Regions from separate parts of the Mus musculus genome. Here region 1 is linked to region 2. Evidence: chromatin contacts called from public promoter capture Hi-C data. All regions are on one chromosome and are shown on one strand. The core of a region is the stretch at or near the end of the contact, and the rest is flanking DNA. Distances in the headings are between cores, read along the strand shown.

Evidence for each region. Promoter capture Hi-C pulls out the DNA fragments that hold promoters and counts their contacts.
Region 1: a promoter capture Hi-C map of cranial neural crest shows a contact between it and region 2. The contact joins the promoter of Brf1 here to the promoter of Wdr20 in region 2. A contact is called at or near these places in 2 of 39 promoter capture datasets (cranial neural crest and liver).

The regions. Positions count from the first base shown.
Region 1 is chr12:112,997,993-113,002,276 of GRCm38.p6, forward strand. Brf1 (BRF1, RNA polymerase III transcription initiation factor 90 kDa subunit) reads right to left here and starts at 2,629. Exons shown (of 18, transcript NM_028193.3): 1 at 2,181-2,629. The coding sequence starts at 2,364. 9230104M06Rik (a long non-coding RNA gene) reads left to right here and starts at 2,732. Exons shown (of 3, transcript XR_001780729.2): 1 at 2,732-2,920; 2 at 3,365-3,434.
Region 2 is chr12:110,735,291-110,739,917 of GRCm38.p6, forward strand. It overlaps Wdr20 (WD repeat domain 20), which reads left to right and starts at 2,710. Exons shown (of 3, transcript NM_027149.4): 1 at 2,710-2,987. The coding sequence starts at 2,739.

The DNA.
Region 1 (4,284 bases), core at 1,379-3,878, 2.3 Mb after region 2:
CACGCCTTTAGTCCCAGCACTCGGGAGGCAGAGGCAGGTGGATTTCTGAGTTCCAGGACAGCCAGAGCTACACAGAGAAACCTTAATATTTAAGTAAGAACAGATGCAAGAAGTGGTAGGCACACGCCTACAATCTCGGCTGTGTAGAGACTGAAGCTGGAGCATCATGAGTTCGAGGCCAGCTTAAGTTACATAGTGAAACTAGGAAAGAGAAAGAGCGCAGAGGGCATTGTTTGTATATAGTCCCTTCCAGAAAGTAAGGGGGGGTGGGGAGGCAGGGACACAGCTCACTTGTTTCAGGAGTACATTCATTACCTTGACATCTAAGGCTGATAGATGTTAAACTACAGGCCAATACCCCAGGACAATGCCTCAGGTGAGCTTGCTTTTGGAACTCACAGCAGATTCAACAATCTGCTGCACGGGCTGGGGAGACAGTCCTGTCGGTCAGTGGAGTAAATGCTTGCTGTGCAGATCCCCAGGATGCACATAAAAGCAGGTCAGGAGTGTTAGCCACTTATAACCCCAGCAGTTGGGAGGCTGAGAGTGGTAATCCCTTGGCCAACCTGGTTAGCTAGAGTAGCCGGAATCAGGAGCCCCAAGTTCAGCAAGAGACCCTGACTCAGTAAAGTGGAGAACTATCAAGGAGGGTTCCTGATGCCAACTTTGGGCCTCCTTACTCATGTGCCCACACATACATGTATGCCTGTGCACACACACACACACACACCACACACACAGCCTCAGCCGCACAGGGCATGGTGTGCATGCTTGTAATCCCAGTACTTAGGAAACTGAGGCAGGGGAGGCTGCTAAAAGTTCAAGGCCAACCAGTCTACACAGGAACATCTTGTCTCAAAAAAAAACCCAAAAAGTTGGGTCTGGTAGTACAGGTTCATAACTGCAACTACTTAAGAGGCTGAGTCAGGAGGACTGCAAGCTCAATGCTTGCCTGGGTTACTGATTAAGTTCAAAGCCAGCCTGGACAACTTGTCAAAACCCTAACTCAAAGTAAACCATAAAAAGCTAGGAACATAGAGAGCTCAGTGGCACTGCACTTGCTTAGTATGAGCAAGACCTGGGCTCCAGCTCCATACACACAATACATATAAATATGCAAATACAGTTACATACAGTCCAAGGGAAAGAGATTACAAATACACTAGTCCATAGAGGAAGGCAAAAGCTGGATGGCTCACAATTCTGATCGCAAAACATTAAATGTAAACAAAAGGTCAGGCTGAATGCACTACAGAACCCGGAGCAGACTCACACAGGGGGGCAGACAATGACCTCTGCGGAAGGAACAATGGTAACTCCATGTAAAAAAAAAAAAAGGAATCCTTTCAGCAAACTATGTGTGGAAAATGGTACCTCCGCAGACAAGAAAGGAGCCTCAGCCCGCACATCCCACTTTCCACAAGGCTTAACTCAAAAAATGTGGACTAGGCTTCCACTGACATAGGGATTTGGGAACTGTTTAGTGTGCCAGAGTCCCTGGGCTAGATCCCCAGTCTACAGAAAATAAAAACAAAACTGCGTAAAAGTGTAAACAATAACTTTTAGAAGACAAACGCGGTGACTCAAAGACATCTTAGATTCGTGACAAAGGAAACTCTCAAGAAAGAAAAGGCGACAAATTGGAATGCTTCAAAATGTAAAACCTTTGGTCAAAATAGTAACATTTGCCTCAAGAATCAGATATACAAAGAAAGACTTGGAAGTATAACTCACCTAGAGACTCGACATTCAACGGTTAGGAAACAAACCCTTATTTTAAAAAGATAAGGACTCAGGCGACTGGGCAGAGAATTGAGGCTGGGCACATCTTCTTCATAGCCCTTAGGGCAATGACACCTGTTAGAGTGGCCAACCGGATAAACGGAACCTGCGAGCCTGAAAGCCGTGCCTGTCAGATTTCGGGACCCAGCCCGACGACCTCCGTTGGACCGGACCGCGACGCTTGGACCGGGCAGATCGCGGAGTTTACATCGGCGTACGGGACTCGGAGGGGACCTGGCTGCAGATTCCCGGCCCGGCCCTGCCTCAGTTTCCCTGTCCGACTGCCCACGGTCTGTCACAGGACGACCTACTTCAGTTTCCCCGCCAGCCTCGACTCCTCCCTCGGACCTCGCACACGCAGCCCTGCCCGGCCCCCTCGCCCGAGCTGCAGAACTCACCGTCCAGCGACACGAACTGGCCGACCGCCGACGAGCCGCCGCCGCTGTTCTCCACGAACTGCACCTCGGACACGATGATGTTGTCCTCGAGCACCGAGCCGCAGCCCGTGCACACCGCATCGCCGCGCGCCGCATCCAACTCGATGTCCGTGCCGCCGCAGCCGCGGCAGACGCGGCCCGTCATGGTGGAGCCGCGGGGCCCCACCGGCCCCCCAGCCGCTCAGCAGTCCGCTCTCCGCCCGCGGCCCTCAGCCCGCAAGGCCCGTCGCGCCGCCTCCGTCTGCGCCGCACTCTCGCGAGGCCGCCGGCGCCACGCCTGCCGATTCGTCGCGGCAGATTCGCCCAGCGCGTGCGGGCCGCGCTGCCTGCAACGGCCGCGCCCGCGGGACCGATAAAGGAACTCAAGAATCGTTGGGACGCTGGGACCGAACCGCCGACCTTCCGGGCGGCCGGAAGCAAAGCTCCAAACCTGGAACCCGGAGGCCTCGCGGGCCAAAAGCCAACAACGGGGCGGGACTGGAGGGCGGGCGAGAAGGGCGGGGCGGGGCGGGGCGGGGCGAGGAGCGCAGCCCGGGACCCGACTCGGGCCGTGGGAGGAGCCTAGGAGGAAATGCGGGCTGAGGGAGGAGCCTGGGACAGGGGCGAGGCTTAAAGTGACGGGGCCCGGAGTAGGCCGGTGGGTGGAGCTGGGACGAGTATGGGAGGAGCCTGTAGATGGCGCCGAGGCCACGAAGCTTTCGGTATGCGGAGCCGAAGGAGAGCCGATTGTCTGAGAGAGGAAATCTGGAAACAAAGTAGTGGGATGGGTTTGTGGGCGGTAACTTGTGTGCGGCCAAGGCCCGGCCCGTGGAGCCTGCACTGATTGGCACAATAGGCTTTGGGAGCGTCCTGGGCTGGATGTAGTGGGAGTAACTTGGGGAGTCAGCAAGCCCTAGAGGGCAGGATCAAGGACTGCCGGCGGGGCAGCGTTTAAGAGGGACCTGGAATGTTCTCCCAGACTCTGCTGCAGACACCTCATCCCCCATCCCTCAGTCCCAGGGTGAACAGTCTCTGGGACCACAGTTGGTCACCTCAACGCTGAGTTCTCAGCAGGACTTCCTATTTCCTGGCAGTAACGGGTCTGGGTAGTAGGGTAGTGAGCTCTGGGTAAAGTAGAGCATACACAGAACCCTCTGCATCCGCAGGCGCTGCTCACAATCTCAGCCATACCTGTCAGTCCTTGGGAAGTTTAGCAAATCTTGTGCACTACTACAGGTAAGAAACTCCAAAATTAGACTGCAGGATGCCACAGGAGCTCAAACTAAGAGGGAAGCATTGTAAATATGCAGACTTCTGATCAGCTTGCAAAACCAGCGTTATCAACACAATTTAGAAGAAGAACAAGAACAACAACTTGGAAAAAGCCGATTGTGTTGGTGCACACCTTTAGTCCCAGCACTCCAGAGGTAGGGGCAGGTGAATCTCTGTGAATTAGAGGCCAGCCAGGACTCTGTTTTATACATAGAGTAACCCTGTCACAAACAAACAAACAGAACTTGGGAGGGATCTCCTCAAAACATAGCAAAGGAAGGGTTGGTGAGATTGCTCGTCAAGTAAATGCCAAGCAAATCTGTCTGCCTTGCTTGAGTTCAATCCCAAGAACTCTGGTAAAGGCGGACTGAGAGAATTTACTCCACAAAATTCTCTTTTGACCTCCACACATGTACCCTCTCACCATCATGTGCACAATACATATTAAAGTCAAATGGCAAATGAAGGAATTGAAGGATTTGGAGTGCTGCACAGTTCCTGTGCTCTCGAGTCACCCCAAGGGATCCCAAATCAACATGTCATTGAATGCCTCAAAAGGTCCAGGACAGCCAATGGTATGTCCGGAAAAAAAACAAAAACAAAGCAATACTCCAGAAACCCAGAGTGAAGCACTCACAGGAGCTCCTGGTTCCCTATACAGTTGGTGTCTTTAGGAGATAACCATGGTCAGAGTCCCAAGGTGGAGGACCAGGGTCCTTCAGACCTCCTCACAGATGCCCCTGAGCCTTGTCCCTTCTCAGTGACCCCAATGTACATTGCAGTAAGACAAGTGCTAAGAAGGGAAGAGCAGCAA
Region 2 (4,627 bases), core at 1,460-3,959:
CTTAAAGCTCACACTCACAGTGACACACCTACTCCAACAGGGCCACCCCGCCTAACAGTGCCACTCCCTGGGCCAAGTATGTGCAACCATCACACATGACTGAGGATGGTTTTGAACTCCTGACTCCATCCTTCGGCTCCCACCTCCCGAGCACTGCTATCACAGGTGTGATGCTTGGCTGGCTTTGGGTCCTCCATCCTCCTTTCTCAGTCTGTAGGAATGACAGCATCCCAGGAGGATGCTACCATGTCTGGCAAAGCAAAATGTTCAGTTTGTACAGGAACAAACAAACTCTAATATAAATATTTTTTAAGAATATTTATGTATGTAGCCGGGCATGGTGGTACACACCTTTAATCCTAGCACTCAGGAGGCAGAAGCAGGCAGATTTCTGAGTTCGAGGCTAACCTGGGCTACACAGAGAAACCCTGTCTTGAAAAACCAACCAACCAAACAAAAGAATATTTATATATGATGTATGTATGTCTGTATGTATATGAGTACACTGTCGCTGTCTTCAGACACACCAGAAGAGGGCATCAGATCCCATTACAGATGGTTGTGAGCCACCATGTGGTTGCTGGGAATTGAATTCAGGACCTCTGGTAGAGCAGCCAGTGCTCTTAACTGCTGAGCCATCTCTCCAGCTCCCAGTGTAAATCTTAAGGCATAGTGGTCTTTTACTTTTTTAAGACAAAGTTTCAGTATGTGGCCCTTTGTGGGCTGTGTAGTACTCAGGACAGCCTTAATGTCTATCTGTCTCGCCCTCCTAAATGCTGAAATTAAAGCATATGTCATCATACTCAGTAGTATATTGGTCTCATGGGAAATTTAATATTATGGTTGAAGGTCAATATACTTTTTTTTCAGTTTTTGCTGGCTGAGGTGTCCCCTCCCAAAGTATATTTTCCCCCATTAACTAGAAATTCAAACTGAATTCTTTTTAGATAATTCAGGCTGTTATTTATCCTTCAAGATGACCATTATAAACATGTTTTTGGTACAAAATAGCATAGCTATGGGAGCTTGGGATTATCCACTGAACACCCCCTAGTATTTTTAAGAGTTGTGATCCATATTTGCATTTTATGGAAAAGACAAATTTGCATTCATAGGAAAAGACAAATAACAACAAAATGAAATTTAAAGTGCATTCTAGGGATGTATTAAGAAGACTTTTAAAGTCAGGTGATGGTGGCACATGCCTTTGATCCAGAACTCAAAAAAACACCAAAAGAAAAAAAAAAAAACCACCAAAAAAAAAAAAAAAAAAGGATTTTAAAGCTGGGTGTGTGGTTCATGCCATTAAGCCCAGCACTTGGTAGTTAAAGACAGATGGATTTCTGAGTTGGAGCCTAATCTCTGGTTGAGTTCCAGGACAGCCAGGGCTATTTAGTGAAATACAGTATCAAAAACAAAAACAACAAAAAAAGGATTTACTGTAGTGCTTTTTTTTTTTTCTTTTGCCAGTTCTACAGGATGTTAGTCAAATGCCTTATTACATCACTGGCACAGTTTCTACTGTGTCTGTACTTGCTTCCCACTACATAAAATGGCTATGATTTATACTTCTTTAGAACACTCCCCCTTGTGTACAATTAATTTTTGTGAGGTTGGAGTCTCGGTCTGTGGGCTCGGGTAGCAGCCTCCCAGCTCCGGGCTCAGGCATTCCTTCTGTCTGGAAGCACAGGTGCCCACAGTGTACTGGGCTCGCTCTACAGACAGGATTTCTCAGGGATAGGTCATTCTTCGTGTAACATTTTCTCCGCTCTAGAATTCTATTTTAACGTTTATCACTTTAGAAGCCTTTGTATTCCAGTGCACACACCCAGAAATCGAAGCATCAAATGGTGACTGTTAGGTCCTACTTTAATGTGTGCGCTTGCCTTCACCTAATACTTTGTACAGGATATTCAGCACAACTCGATGGTTCTCCTGGCAAACAACTTCAGGTTCCGTTTGAGGCTTTAAGAAAATCAATTAGCTTAACCTTTATTAAGAGGCACAGGAGACAGAAGTTCCGACAGAACCTACTTTCTCAAGAACAAGCCAATGCTCACCAGGAAGGTTTCAGGTGAGACTTGAAAACACAAGTCCTGTACATTCATGCGGTTCTTCCCACCCCGCCTACAAAACCCAACCCAACCCAACCAAACCAAACCAAACCAAACCCTGAGCTGTAATAAAGCCCAATCCATCGATATCTTCTGTGAGACGTAGAGGGGCTTGTCACCAGGCATCGGTACCCCGCACCCAAGCGGACCGTCGGAGTCCTCCCTAGCTTCCCAGGGAGGATCGCGGACAGCTGGGACATACACGTCCAAACACCGGACTTCACTGCTCGCCTCAGGCTCTGCCGGGACCACCAGCTGGCCAAGGCCAACGCGGTGGCGTCTCTTAGGGATCGGGTCCCTCAGCGAAGCTGCAGAGCGAGACAGGAGCCCCGCACCAACGCTCAGCGCGCTCGCTTCGACCCGCACCAGGAGGGCGGCACCCAGGGGAGGAGCTTGCGCACGCCCCTCCGGGTGGAGCGCGCCAGGTGAGCGCGCGTGCGCAGTTGGACCATTAAAAACTAGCCCGCCCCCTTCGCTTCGGCCCGCCTTCGTGGGGGCTGGCTCGCCAGTGGGCGGGGCCGCGGAGAAGGGGGTGGGGAGTGGAGAAAGCGAGCGGCCGAGGACGGCGCCTGCGCGGTGGGCGTGATCCGGGCACTTAGGGCAGGATGAACGCTGCTTTCCAAGATGGCGACGGAGGGAGGAGGGAAGGAGATGAACGAGATTAAGACCCAATTCACCACCCGGGAAGGTCTGTACAAGCTGCTGCAGCACTCGGAGTACAGCCGGCCCAACCGGGTGCCCTTCAACTCGCAGGGATCCAACCCTGTCCGCGTCTCCTTCGTAAACCTCAACGACCAGTCTGGCAACGGCGACCGCCTCTGCTTCAATGTGGGCCGGGAGCTCTACTTCTATATCTACAAGGGGGTCCGCAAGGTACCGACCCGGGCGTCACCGGGGGCGCGCCGGCGGCGCGGGCCGAGGCCGGGAGCTGGGCGGTGACAGCGAGGCCGGGGTGACCGGTGGGGGCGGCCGGCACTTGTACTTTTGAGTGGGCCGGTAACTCCGCTGAGGTGCTCCGGAGGAGAGGGGGCTTCGGGAGTGAGGCGCCGGCGGCAGCGCTGCCTCCTAGGGGAGGAGGGGGCTCTGGAGCCGGGTCGCGGAGATGCCCCGGGAGTAGCCGGTCGCCTCCTCCCCCGGCGGGGTCTGTCAGGTTCCGATCCCGCCCGGGAGCGGGCCTGCGAGTCCCCGGAAGAGGTGCGGCGGCCGTTTTAGGTGGCCTCGCTTCCCGGGAGGCTCGAGAGTCCTGCCCTGGGTGAGAGAACCGGGACGCGAGGCGGCTTGGAAAGGTCCGTAAGGCGGAACCGGGACAGGGAGGCGGAGGACTTGGAGACTAGGTCAGAAAGGACCTGCTCGGCACGCAGGGCTACTCCACCTGCTGCCGCACTGACACTTCTCCTGGTGTCAGCACTGTTTCCAAAAACCTTTCCGGGAGGTCGCCTGTCATTGTCTCCGCGGAGGGAACCGTCTCCCGAAAGGTTTTTGAAGAGGGTCATTCTGTCCCTTGCAGTGTAAGAGGGCTGAGTACTCAAGACTAGGGAGGTTGGAATTATGTTTTCAAATAGGCTAAGTTGCTTCAGAGGTGTTGTGTGTGAGCGTGCCTAGATTTATCTTGTCTAACGAGTCAGGCTATGTCCCAAACAGGGAGGGATAGGCCTTAAATGCTACTTTAAAGTAACCAGCCAAGAACTTAACAGTAATTCTGTGACGCATGCAATCGAGTTTTAAAATGTCTCGTTAAAAGCAGCAATTTATTGGCGCTTTTATTTTATTTTATTTTTTTATTTTTTGGTCACTGGCAAGAATTGCTTATTTTAACTTTTGACCATTGAGAGAGTAAGGAAATGTATGCACTCCATAGCACCTCCAACGGAATGTGACAAGGTGATGGAAGATTCACTTATAAATGTTCAGTTAGTGGGAAAGTACGTTGTCCATATTGAAGAGGACGTGTTCCCAGGGATGGCTATATCCAAAGTCAGCTGCTGTTTATGTTGCACTGTACGGTTAGGAGGACAAGGGAAGGAATGATGGTGTGCAAACGTAAGCTTGTTTCTTTGGTCCAAGGTGAATCTTCTGACTTGTCTTTATTCTTGTCAGTGAACTCCCGAAGCGTTTGGAAATAGCTGGTTGACTCTCCTCTCTCGGGGTTGGGAAAGTATCCAGTGGTTTGAAGAGTAGGAACTGAAGTTTTAGTGCAGTTCCCAACCCTGTTACTGACTCACTGCTGGCTGACCTTGGATACCTGGGAAACTTTCCTTTGCACTTCTTTAAAAAGGGAGGCTGCAGTGCACATGTTATAATTCGTAATAGCTGTGATGGCCATTAGAGTCCTGACACACTCAGGAGATGTAAATTAGAGTTAAAGCAAGCATTGAGAGGAACTGCCGTCTCAACATTCCTGCTCTGACTGAAATACCAGATTTTTCTCTGGAAATAAATGTAAGCTTATATTATCAACACCTACATTTGGGGGCTGGAGCAAAGGCTCAGCGGTGAAGAACCTGTACTGTTCT